2 separate regions of the Mus musculus genome follow, and region 1 is linked to region 2. The links are chromatin contacts, called in public Hi-C maps. All regions are on one chromosome and are shown on one strand. Each heading gives the region's core, a stretch centred on a gene start, on an enhancer-like site or on the middle of the called end of the contact. The rest is flanking DNA. Distances are from core to core; before and after follow the strand shown. Region 1 has its middle 6.3 kb from the start of Gm30160. Region 2 overlaps Fn1 (fibronectin 1).

Region 1 (5,767 bases), core at 243-2,742, 88 kb before region 2:
TAAAAAACAAAACAAAAAACAAAAAACAATGTATACAAGTGTGAGGAGATCTAGTCAGCCTTGGGTGTCAGTCCTCACTATCTGCCTTGAGACAGAGTCTCCTGTTTTCTGCTATGTATTTCCAGGCTGGTCCAGGAGTGCAGATTTCTTTCTCTCCATCCTTTCACTTGATATAGGAGCACTGGACTACAGGGCATAGTGGGTTTTGGGGGAAGCTGTTTATTCACTGAGCTGTCTTCTCAGCCCCTGTTTCTCCAGTTTTAAATATGCAAAACTTCTTCATTAAATCTTCCATTTTGCTTATTTTGTTTCACGAAAGAACCAGACTCATGAAATTCTCCACATGTTAAAGTAAGAAACTTGGTGTTTAAAGCGCCTCTGGTTCCTCCACCTCCCACTCTTGGGCTCTCAGCTCTGCCTGGTAACTTTGTTGCTTCCTTTCTTCCCTCCATGTCGCCTGTTGTTTCTCTCTTAAGTAGTAAATGTAACAACCCGAGCACAGTTGAAAACATCAGATAGGAACAATGACTTTAGGTGCCTATAACCTCCAAACTGTGAAGCCATAGAGAAGAAAGGGAAGGTTATCAAATGATCAAAAAAAAAAAAAAAAAAAAAAAAAAAGACACAGCTTCTTGGACTGAAATTTTCAACAGTGCAAAATTTGAGATGTTTTTCTTTCTGAGATGAGCTGTGAGTTGTGTTTCATCAAAAGTAAAGAAGTTACTTTTGAAAATTGTCTCCACAGCTTAGGGAAGAAAAAAAGCCTAGATTCCCTACTTCAAAAGGAGCTCTTTATTAGTGTGTCTACTTGAGAAACAAACCCGGAGTCAGAGAGGGTAGACAGAGCCTTCCTAATTCAGACAAGCAGCAGCAGGCAGGCAGAGTCACCGCCAACCTGCTTGGCAAATTAGTGTTCGAAAATATTATGTCTCAAATGTAGGAAGTCTGCAGGCAGAGTGTTTGCGGTGTTATCAGACAAGAATCTCTGTGTACCTGGACTTAGTGTCCACTTCTCTTCAAACCCAAGGCTTTGCACTGAGTTATGTCAACATATGACTCAAAAGGGCCGGAAAGGGAAAAACAGGCACAAAGAGGGCTGTGGAGACAAGCGCAAATAAAAACATAAGCCAAAGTAAGCCTGCTTGTTCTGAGAACTGGGAGCGCTTCTTTTTGAACCAAAAGTGGAAAAAATAAATAAATGGACTCTATACATTCTAGTGACCTTTGTCTCATCTCAAGGGAATAAAAATATATAAAGAAAATATTCTAATATTCTAAATGATAAGTAAAATTTCCTTTTAATCCATACTGTCTCTAGAAAATGCTAGGTATGGGGTATGGGGCATGGCTCATGTAAGTGCTTGCTGTGCAAGCATGAAGACGCCCTGAGTTCAATATAGAGAATTCACATGAAAAAGCCAGATGGGGCAGTGTACACCTGTCATCCTCGGAATGGAGCTCACCGGCCGGCCAGCTTAGTCTGACTATGACGCTCCAGGCCACTAAAGTGAAAGAATCTGAGAAACTCTATGTGAGAGTGTCTGTCAGTCTCCATGTGCACATGCATGTGTGTGCACAGACATGCTCACACACACTCCTCTCCCCTAGATATTAGTTATGCATAGTATAGTCTCTAAGCGCCATCAGGAATTGGTGCTAATTTTACTGAACAGTTTATATATACAACTCTTCCAACGTTAAAACAGTGAGAGATAAATGATTGACAGGGACTGCTCCTGCTAGCATGAACCTCCCTGAGAAGCACTATACAGATAACAGGCACTAATATTTGCCTCAAATATTATGTGGTTCATTCTAGTACCATGCATACTTCCTCATTTAAATGAACTTATGTGTGTTAAAGGAGTACTTTTGTAAAATAGGAACCCTTTTATGTGGCCAACATTATGACCACCAGAAATGCTGACTACTAAGAAAAATATTTTAATTTTCTTTCTAGCATACAATAGTAATTATATCTTAACAAAAATGCAATTATTTCCGTTTGCTTTTAAGTGTCACTGTTGAATAAAGGCTCTGAGCCTGCTGGTCAGAGACTGAATTGAAAGTGACTTTTAAATAAAGCCCATAACTTACTGTGTGGACACAAGAAAGGCATTTACATAGCTATAAGATGAGCTAATCCCAGAGATGACAGAAAAAGGAAAGAATGATCAAAATACTTGGAAAATTTGATCTGCTTTGCTTGACAGCTTAGAAAACCCAATATTCTCTGCCTTAATATAATATGAAGTTATGCAATAATCTGCAACACATATAATAAACTCCTCAGTCTCAATTTGTCTGGCTCTAGAGATACAACTGATCGTGTAAAGGTTTGAATGCAAATGGGAGACATGAAAGACTGGATGTGGGTGGGCAGATGGCAAACTCTATTCAATTAAGCAAGACTGACTTCAGCATTCAACCAATTTAAAATTCTAATTGGAATCTAACAAGACATTTTTTCCTCCTCCTCCCTTTTATCCTCAAAATATCAAATCTAATATTTTTCACGTTCTATTGTATCTTAGGCAAGGTTCCTAAATATTTCACATATGTTCCTAGTGACATTTTGTACTCAGAAAGGGTAATGAAATGTTAGCGATTGTGAAATGCTAACGATCCAGGCATGCTATGTAATAACAATTCGTGTTTCTCAATCTGATAAACTGAGAAGGTCAAAAAAATGTGACTTTTCTTATTTTAACCAGACAATTATGGCATAAAATGAGCTGCTAGCTAGTCCAGTGTCTTCTCTATGACTTCTATTATAGAAGTGGTTTAACAACTTGCAAATGAAGAGATAACAGTGAACTAGTCTAAAGGCAGAATCTATTGCATATGTAGAACATCCCTATGTTAGCTTGATGAAGAGAAGATCAACTTTTCCACGATGGCAGCATCAGAACTGGGTTACTATCCCACTAGCTTGATGCACACTGGATGGTAAAGTCGATGGCTCACAGAACTCATCTTTGCTGAGGACTCTATCTATGCACTGATAACAGAATAGAGCCTTTCTGTCTAAAAGATACATTGTTTAAGATAGGATTTGCATTGGAATGGAACATGTGTTTTGAAGGACCATGCTAACATTCATGAGAACATCTCAAGAGAAGAAGAAAAAGGTTTAAGACAAATGTGGTGGGAAAGAAGACCAAAATCACCAGAAGGTCATGGAGAGCTAGTCTCCAGTCCTAGAAACTAGTCTATCTCTTAGTTAGGACCCAAACAGATCCCATTTTTGAGGTGGCTTTTATAGAGCAAATGAGAAGAATTTCTGCCTGTGGAATAGCTCTCTGCTTTGCCTGTGGAAAAAGACTTTCATTTATGATGTGGTCCCTATGGGCACTCAACGTTTCTTTATAGTAGGTAGCAGGATACATGGATGGATGAACGACACCCTGAATGTTTGGACACTACCCAGAACAAACTATGGCTTTTAGACATTGAGAAAAGGAGTTGAAGGCAGTGGCCATTTGTTTCTCCAACATAGATTTTTTTTTTATAAAATAGGGGTTTTACTAGGTAGCCCTGGCTGGCCTAGAACTCACAGAGACATGCCTCTTTTTGACTCCTGAGTGTTGCGATTAAAGGCATCTTTTACTATGCCCTGCCTCTAACATCTTCATACTGTTCTTCCCTCAAGTAAGAAGAGGGCTACTGCGGGTGGGCCAAACGTAAGGACAACTAGGGAACAGTGGAGCCATAGAGGATTGCGGCTGACAAGAGAGGCTTAGGAACCGCAGTCTCAGACATTTCCACTTCTCCATTTCTTTCTACACAAACCAGGGATTGTGTTACTCTCTAGTCTCTTAAACAATATTCACTGAATTTGGGGGGTGATCAATGAGATTATTACTTCTGCTTAGATATTTAATTCATCATCTGAAGGAAAGAGAACTGCTCACACTGGGTGGTTTTCTGTATATGGTATTAGTTATATCATCTTGCAGCAGATTCTCTTACCTGAACCAAATTTAGCCTTTTGATATCTAAGAAAATGTGTGTGTGTGTGTGTTTTCAAGACAGGGTTTCTCTGTGCAGCCCTGGCTGCTCTGGAACTTGATTGGCAGACCAGGCTGGCCTCAAACTCAGAGATCCACCTGCCTCTGCCTCCCAAGTGCTTGGGTTAAGGTTGTGTGCCACTAGGCTCAGCTTTCAAGGAAATCTCTTACAGATTACAGATTCATGTTATAGAATGTATTGAAGGGCTTTCTTTTAAAACATGTAGAAAGGCCAGGTATGGTGGTACATACTTATAATCTCAGTACCTGAGAGACATTCGAAGGTAGATATCTGTGAGTTCAAGGCCAGTCTGGTCTACATAGTTGAGGCAATCTAGGTCTATATTGTGAAACCTGTCTCAAGATAAAACATAAGACTAGGGCTAGACAGATGGGTCAGAGACTAAATGCTCACTGATCATTCAGAGGGCGTGAGTTTGGCTCCCAGTCTTCACATCAGGTAGCTCACAACTGTCACTTCAGCTCCAGAAGGATCTGGTGCCTCTGGCTTTAAGGGCACCTGGGCATGTGTGTACGTGCGCATGCACGTGCGAGAGCGCACCCACACAAATTTAAAATAATAAGAACAAATCTTTTAAAAGACAATGAAAAATATATAGGGCTCTTAAGTACAAAGTTTTCACTTGTAATAAACGATTACTTGAAGAAACACTGAAAATGCAGAAAAATCAAAGAAATATAAATTACCAGGAATTATCCATTCAGTTTTCTATCCTAGGAATGACAATAACAAGGCCAGCTCTATCAGAATTCAGGCTCCTTTCCTTCCTGCTGGGAATGCTGTTCCCAGAACTTTGCCATTAACTGGGGCCATGTGGTTGCCTTCTGGCCATTCACGTACAGATAGAAGTGCTGTGTCTCCCTCCACTCACGCAGCACTTTATCTGCTGACTAATACAGGAAAGCCTGGGTTCCCAAACAAAGACAGCAAGAAGAGCAGCCTTCCAAACCTGACCTGGACTCTGATACAGATCTTAAAAAAGCACTTTTGTTAGGCCTCTGAAACTGAAGAGTTACTTGTTATAGCTCAAACTCACCTACACAAGGGTATTTATTAACCCTTTAGTGGGTTTTTTCCAGTCATCTTTCAATGAATATGTTCAATGTAGTTGTGGGCATACGAAAAACATTTTCTTGTATTATTATGTTTTATTTGATAATTGCATCATAAGGATCTTCTCTGTATTGTAAACCCATTATAAATATAATTGAAAAGTTTGTTCTTATGATTTTTAATTATGTGTATGTATGCGAATCTGGGGGGTATTCACACATGAGTGCAAATTTTTGCTGAAGCCAGAGATGTTGGATTCTCCTGAAGCCAGTGTTAGAAGTAATGGTGAGCTACCTGATATAGAGGCTAGGAACTGAACAAGGGTCCTCTGAAGGAACATGGCATTGCTCTTTTTCTTTTTTGTAAGTGGTAGAAATCTTTTTTTTTTCATTTTTTAATCCCCTTTTTTAACTAGATATTTTCTTTATTTACATTTCAAATGTTATCCCTTTCCTATTTTCCCCTCCAAAAATCCCCTATCCTCTCCCCGCTCCCCCAGCTCCCCAGTCCACCCACTCCAACTTCCTGGCCCTGGCATTCCCCTATACTGGGGCATATAAACTTCACAGGACCAAGGGTCTCTCCTTCCATTGAGGACCGACTAGGCCATCCGCTGCTACATATGGAGCTAGAGCCACGAGTCCCTCCATGTATTTTCTTTGATTGGTGGTTTAGTCCCAGG
Region 2 (5,629 bases), core at 251-2,750:
TTGTGCATGGTGTCCGATACCAGTGTTACTGCTACGGCCGTGGCATCGGGGAGTGGCACTGTCAACCTCTGCAGACCTACCCAGGTAAGTAGCTCTGAGACAGAAGCAGACCCATGGATGCCAGTCTATGCTACTATTTGGAATCCCAGTGGGGGCCTTGCTCTGTCCCATCCCTTTTCATATTACTGTCTAATAGTTAATTGCATTTTTGTCTTAAATTGTTTTATTTCACCCTTCATCAGGGAAAAATCACCAAAGACTATGAAAAAGTGCATGCTACAATTTTGCATTTTACACAGTTGAGGACTCCATTAGGTGAAAACATTTCAGTTCATTTTATCTCAGTCCTGTGTGTGTGTGTGTGTGTATCTGTGCTTGTGCAAACACATGTGTGGATGTGTGTATGTATGTGCACATGCATGCGTGTGCATGTGTGTACATGTGTGAGTGAGTGTGTGTGCCTGTGTTTGTGAGTGTACATGTGTGTGCACATGCGCATACATGGGCATGCATGCTTGCATTCGTGCATGTGTATGTGTGTGTGTTCAAGTAGAGCCATAAAGTAACTCAGACTGGAAGTGAAAGAGTTTTACATTCTGTTTCTTAAAGAGAAGTCACATCGACAGAAGGCAAGAAGTACAGTATGAGGCATAAATTTGTTTCCTGCCATCTTAAGCCCTTCTTTGTGTCAGATTTCATTTGTTTAGTGAGATGTAATGTGGAACAAAATCTGGAGCCAAGAAACTTGGTCAACTCCACCCACACCGTTCGAATACCTTAAAATATTTATTGTGGTTTTGTTGTTGATATTTATTGCTAGGTTCTCATTGTTTTGTTTGGTTGTTGTTTGTTCTCCCATAGAGACATCATGCCTAGCCATAGGCATTAATTCATTTTGGGGAAAACATTTAAAATTCACACGTTGATTATGAGTGCCATTTCAGCAGACTCCTAGATTTCCGTTAATGATTTATTTATTTATCTGTATGTGTGTGGAGAGGGCACTGGGTCACAGCACATACGTGAAGGTCAGAGTGGACTTTGAAGTTCTTTCTTCACACACGATTCTTTATGTGGGGATCAGACTCAGGTCTACAGGCTTGTGGGAGGCGAGCACCTTACCCTGAGCCATCTTGCTGGCCCAAATTTAAGACATGAAATACCACCTGTATTCAGAAACAAAAAGATTTGGGGTGGGGGGAGATAATCCACAAGAATACAAAATATTATAATAATAAATTAACTCCATAAGTATTAAGATTAAATACTAAGATTAAACTAATCTTCCTAAGAGTGTCCCAAAGTGAACGATGAGAGCCCAAGGCAGTGTGAGTCCTCGCTCTGACTGTGCTGTGAGAGAGATACTAGTTAACTTCTCCTGTGGACAAAGGGAGACTTGCTAACCACCTTTAAAATTGCTTCCAGTCCTTCACTAACAGTCAGAGACCCAGAGCACCCGTCCACCACTCATGCAATCATGTTTTGTTTGTTTTTCAATGACAGGGTTTCACTGTGTAACTCTGGCTACTTTGTGGACCAGGCTGGCCTCAGACTCATAGAGATCCACCTGCCTCTTCCTCCCAAGTGCTGGGATTAGAGTTGCATGCCTCCCATATCCAGAATACGCTCATTGTTTTTATGTGCTGGGGACATCCTCCTCCGCTCAGCCCTTAGACATTGTCAGGGTAGGATAGGTGATTGCTTCCGCAACTATGTAGCTCAGAGCAGCCTGCATTTTTGCTGGACTTTGGTTTAAGAGTGAGTTACTTGCCGGGCGTGGTGGCGCATGCCTTTAATTCCAGCACTTAGGAGGCAGAGGCAGGCGGATTTCTGAGTTCAAGGCCAGCCTAGTCTACAAAGTGAGTTCCAGGACAGCCAGGGCTATAACAAAGGAACCCTGTCTCGAAAAACAAAACAAAACAAAACAAAACAAAACAAAACCAAGAGTGAGTTACTTAACATTTTTAAAAATTGAATCCAGTTGCTTTGTTTTGCTTTTTGAGTCTCATCTAGCCCTGGGTGGCCTCAAACTTACTATGTAGCCAATGATGACCTTGAACTTCTGACCATGCCTCCTGTCTCTTGTTTCCAAAAGGCTGGGGTCACAGGTGTGCACATTACACCTGGTCAACTTAATATAGTTTAAAAATCTGATTACAAATGAGCCATAAATTCAGAAAACACATATTTAGGAGGATTGGATTTTCCAATGATACAAGCCAAGAATAGAAGTTTATTTTTGTGTTCACAGTCAGTTTTTGCAGGGCAATTTTTGAAATTTATTTTCTTTTAAGACCTTTTCTTTTAAAAATAAGTCTATTCACATATATCTTGCTGCAAGCATTGAGGGTAGATCTGCTGATGGACAGGAAGAGTCACCTAGCGGGAGTTTTACCTGTTGACTTTGTTCCCTGTTTCTAAAAAGGGCAATGTCAAAAACCCATTGAACACAGAAGAGATTTCAGGGCAAGCGGATGAGTGTTTGACCCTAGATAGCAGGCTCAGTGTTTATCTCAATGGAGGCTTTGCTCAAGGGCTCATGCCTAGCCTTTGAGGCTCCGATGGCTGAAAGACCGTGTCTGAGCCTTGCCCTGTTTGTTCTTCCTACTAGGTTGGTAGAGATGTTCAAACTAACAAAAGGTAGCAGGAATTTGGTTTGTCAATAAGCAACCAGGAAAGCACAGCTCTCAGCAAATTAGGTAGAGAAAGAACCTTTCGGGTCAAAAAAAATCATGAATGTTTAACTTCTCCAGGGTCACTATTATCGGAAATCACTCTTTCTGACCTTACTGTCAACTGATTTTGAAAGTGTATAATGTGGCACCCTACAAGTGAAGATCTCACAGTGGGCATTGCTATTAGAAGTGTAAAAGGTCCAGGGAGGTGGATGGTCGGGATCACACAACTAGCCAGCATCAAAGGGGATATAAAAACACTTCAATTTAAGTAGTGTAAATGATAGCTAGCCTTTTTTTTAACTTTCCCATCTTTAAATCATGTGTTGTAGTGTAGAGTATAGTGGAGAGCTGGAATTTAATTGACCTAGAAAACAGATGAGGGGTTTTCCTTCTTCCTTCCTTCCTTCCTTCCTTCCTTCCTTCCTTCCTTCCTTCCTTCCTTCCTTCCTTCCTTCCCATTCCTGCACAGAAATGCTTTAAATCCCCTTTGCCATTCAGGGCAGTCACTTGAAGGTGGACCCTGTCATCATCTTAGGGGCCTGGAGAGCTGAGAGCTCAGAGGTTGTAGTCCCTACGCAGTTTAATTCCCATCCCTCCCATTAGACAGCACAATTGCTGAACCTTCAGCTCAGGGGACCCATGCCTCTGTCTCCTGCCGGCACCCGTACTCTCTCATATGTAGGCATTTTAAAAATTAAAATTAAAAATAATGGGATTTCAGATCTGCGCTGAAAGGCTGAGAAAGGAAATGAAGTTCTGAGTCACTTGGGTTAACCATTGCGAGCATCTTTCCCTCCCTCCCTTTCCCGCGTCTTCTGTCACCCTTGTGAACACAGGGTTTGATGACTGGACAGACAGTAAATGTCATTTATATTCTCTTAATAATAGATTTATCAAGGAGATTTAGTTATCACAAGTTTTCCAGCCTCAAATTCAGTAAATAAGATGCATGAGACATGTCTATCTACCTGAGAGATTATACTAGGATTTTTCTAAAACAGCAATATTTAACAGCCTTATGCAGATTGTCACTAATAACATAAGGTCTGTTTTTACTGATTCATATGAAACCTCTTTAAATAGTGTTTGAAAGAAATGTTTTTAATGTATTTGTATTTGTGAGGCTCTTCATCTATGGAAGGAGCTATTCCAGAGGGCTGTGCAATGGACTTGAGTTGATTAATGGGACAACCAACCTGTGTGGCGCGTGGGTCCTATGCCCCTTAGGATGCAAAGATGAGAATTTTGACATTTCAGCTTGTAGCATTAAGTGAAATCAAGACTCAATGAATATGTGTTAGTCTTCAACAAGCTGAGTTATTCCCAATGAAGAAGTTGAGTTCAAAATCTTTTGAGGTCACATAAATATGTAAGTTACATATTTATTCTGCTAAAGAAGATTTTGCTTTTAAAGAATTTAGAAGCTTAAGACCATAATTAAATCTGAAAGTCAATATATTTTTTCCAAGAGCACTCAGAAATCGCAGGTAGTGTAGAGAACTCCTTTATCAGCATGCAGAATTTTCTTCTGTCTCACAGAGCATCAGTGAGAACTTTGTGTCTTAGGTTTTTGTAAGGACTTTGTACAAATGGATTTTGACTGACAAAGAATTAGAGAGAAGATAAATTTCCATTCTGTAAACAGAGTTTTTGATAAAATTTCATTATTATCCTAAATGGAATCTACTATATTAAAAAATTGATTCCCTTCTCTTATTTTGCCTTTTTTTTCCCCCCAAGGAAAAAACCTGAATCTATCTTAAATTTTGTTAATAACAGTCATATCAAGATCTGAAAATACTGAATTTTAAATATATGCTTTCAAATGTCATTTCAATTGATGATTGCTTAAAAAGATTTTTTTTTTGAACAATTCGCTCACAGTGGCTTTAAGAGTGTACTTAAGTAAATGTAAAACGAACAAACAAACAAAAACACTAAAGGAGAGAAGGCTTAGACTGATGGGGAAATAAACCTTGGGCTTTAATTATTACCTCTGTCTGTTTGTCCGGATTCAGCCCCATTTAGAAATGTTTGTTTTGTGTCACGCCGTAAGGCCTTGGGATCATTGCTTCTGAGCAGAGTCCTCTGTCCCGAAAGCCTCCATGATTCGGAATTTGTCTTACAAGAGCCTTCATGTAATTAGCACATGAGGTCTGTATTCTGAGCTACATTCTTCGTGTTAAGGAAATTTCACAGTTGTCCCACGTCTTACTTTGAAAGCCAGAGAAGAAGGCAAGCTATGAGACACTGGAGTGGTTTCTCTCGTATTTATTAGAAAAAGAATTCTAATTGCTTTTCTTATGGGAAAGGCAATGATTACCAGGTCAAATCAGACTGTGCTTTTTCTTCAGCTAATGTCACAATGTAGAAGGTTTAACTAGACTCTTTGCCCACATTTCCCGAGAAGCGAAAAGTCTTTAAGGATGGACATCCATGTTTTGTAAAACTTTAAGACCACACAAGCTAAAGAGATGGCATGTTTTCATTTTCAGGCACAACTGGACCTGTCCAAGTAATTATCACGGAGACCCCCAGCCAGCCCAATTCCCACCCCATCCAGTGGAATGCCCCGGAGCCTTCACACATCACCAAGTACATTCTCAGATGGAGACCTGTGAGTAATAGCTCCGCAGCCTTGGACTCTGACCCCTGACCTGATGGGACTAGGATGTGTTGCCCTCTGGGTTTGTTACTGCTTTTGAGTCGACAGATCTGATGCCATGTCGAACAGTGCTGACATTTATTTTCTTAGTGTCTAGCCAATATGTAGTTAGTCGAATCAACATGTAGATTCAGGGTTTTTTGATTGTTTTTGGTTTTTTTGTTTTGATATGTAGAAGAAATTAAATTAGGCCTTTGGCTTAGGAAAATCTTAGAAGCCATAATGCTAACAACTATTCTCATCCAATGTGGAAAGAAAATTTGAAATTTTGGTATCCATTTGCAAT

What was found. Hi-C and Micro-C count contacts between places; a contact is called where the count stands out from the background.
Region 1: a contact with region 2 is called in a Hi-C map of liver, with 2.6 times the contacts expected there. The contact joins two enhancer-like sites. A contact is called at or near these places in 1 of 484 Hi-C or Micro-C datasets (liver), 2 of 115 datasets of contacts at active chromatin or transcription factors (embryonic stem cells and pancreatic cancer cells) and 3 of 9 other capture datasets (adipose tissue, embryonic stem cells and pancreatic islet).

The regions. Positions count from the first base shown.
Region 1 is chr1:71,719,251-71,725,017 of GRCm38.p6, reverse strand. No RefSeq gene overlaps it. Among named protein-coding and RNA genes, the nearest start is that of Gm30160, 6.3 kb to the left of the region's middle. Within about 2 kb of position 1,492, at least 28 of the 459 cell types and tissues checked have an H3K27ac peak or open chromatin away from gene starts, as enhancers often do. A contact at or near this core is called in liver, where this site is marked.
Region 2 is chr1:71,631,707-71,637,335 of GRCm38.p6, reverse strand. Fn1 (fibronectin 1) reads left to right here. Exons shown (of 46, transcript NM_010233.2): 12 at 1-84; 13 at 5,174-5,295. Among named protein-coding and RNA genes, the nearest start is that of Fn1, 19 kb to the left of the region's middle. Within about 2 kb of position 1,500, at least 13 of the 459 cell types and tissues checked have an H3K27ac peak or open chromatin away from gene starts, as enhancers often do. A contact at or near this core is called in liver, where this site is marked.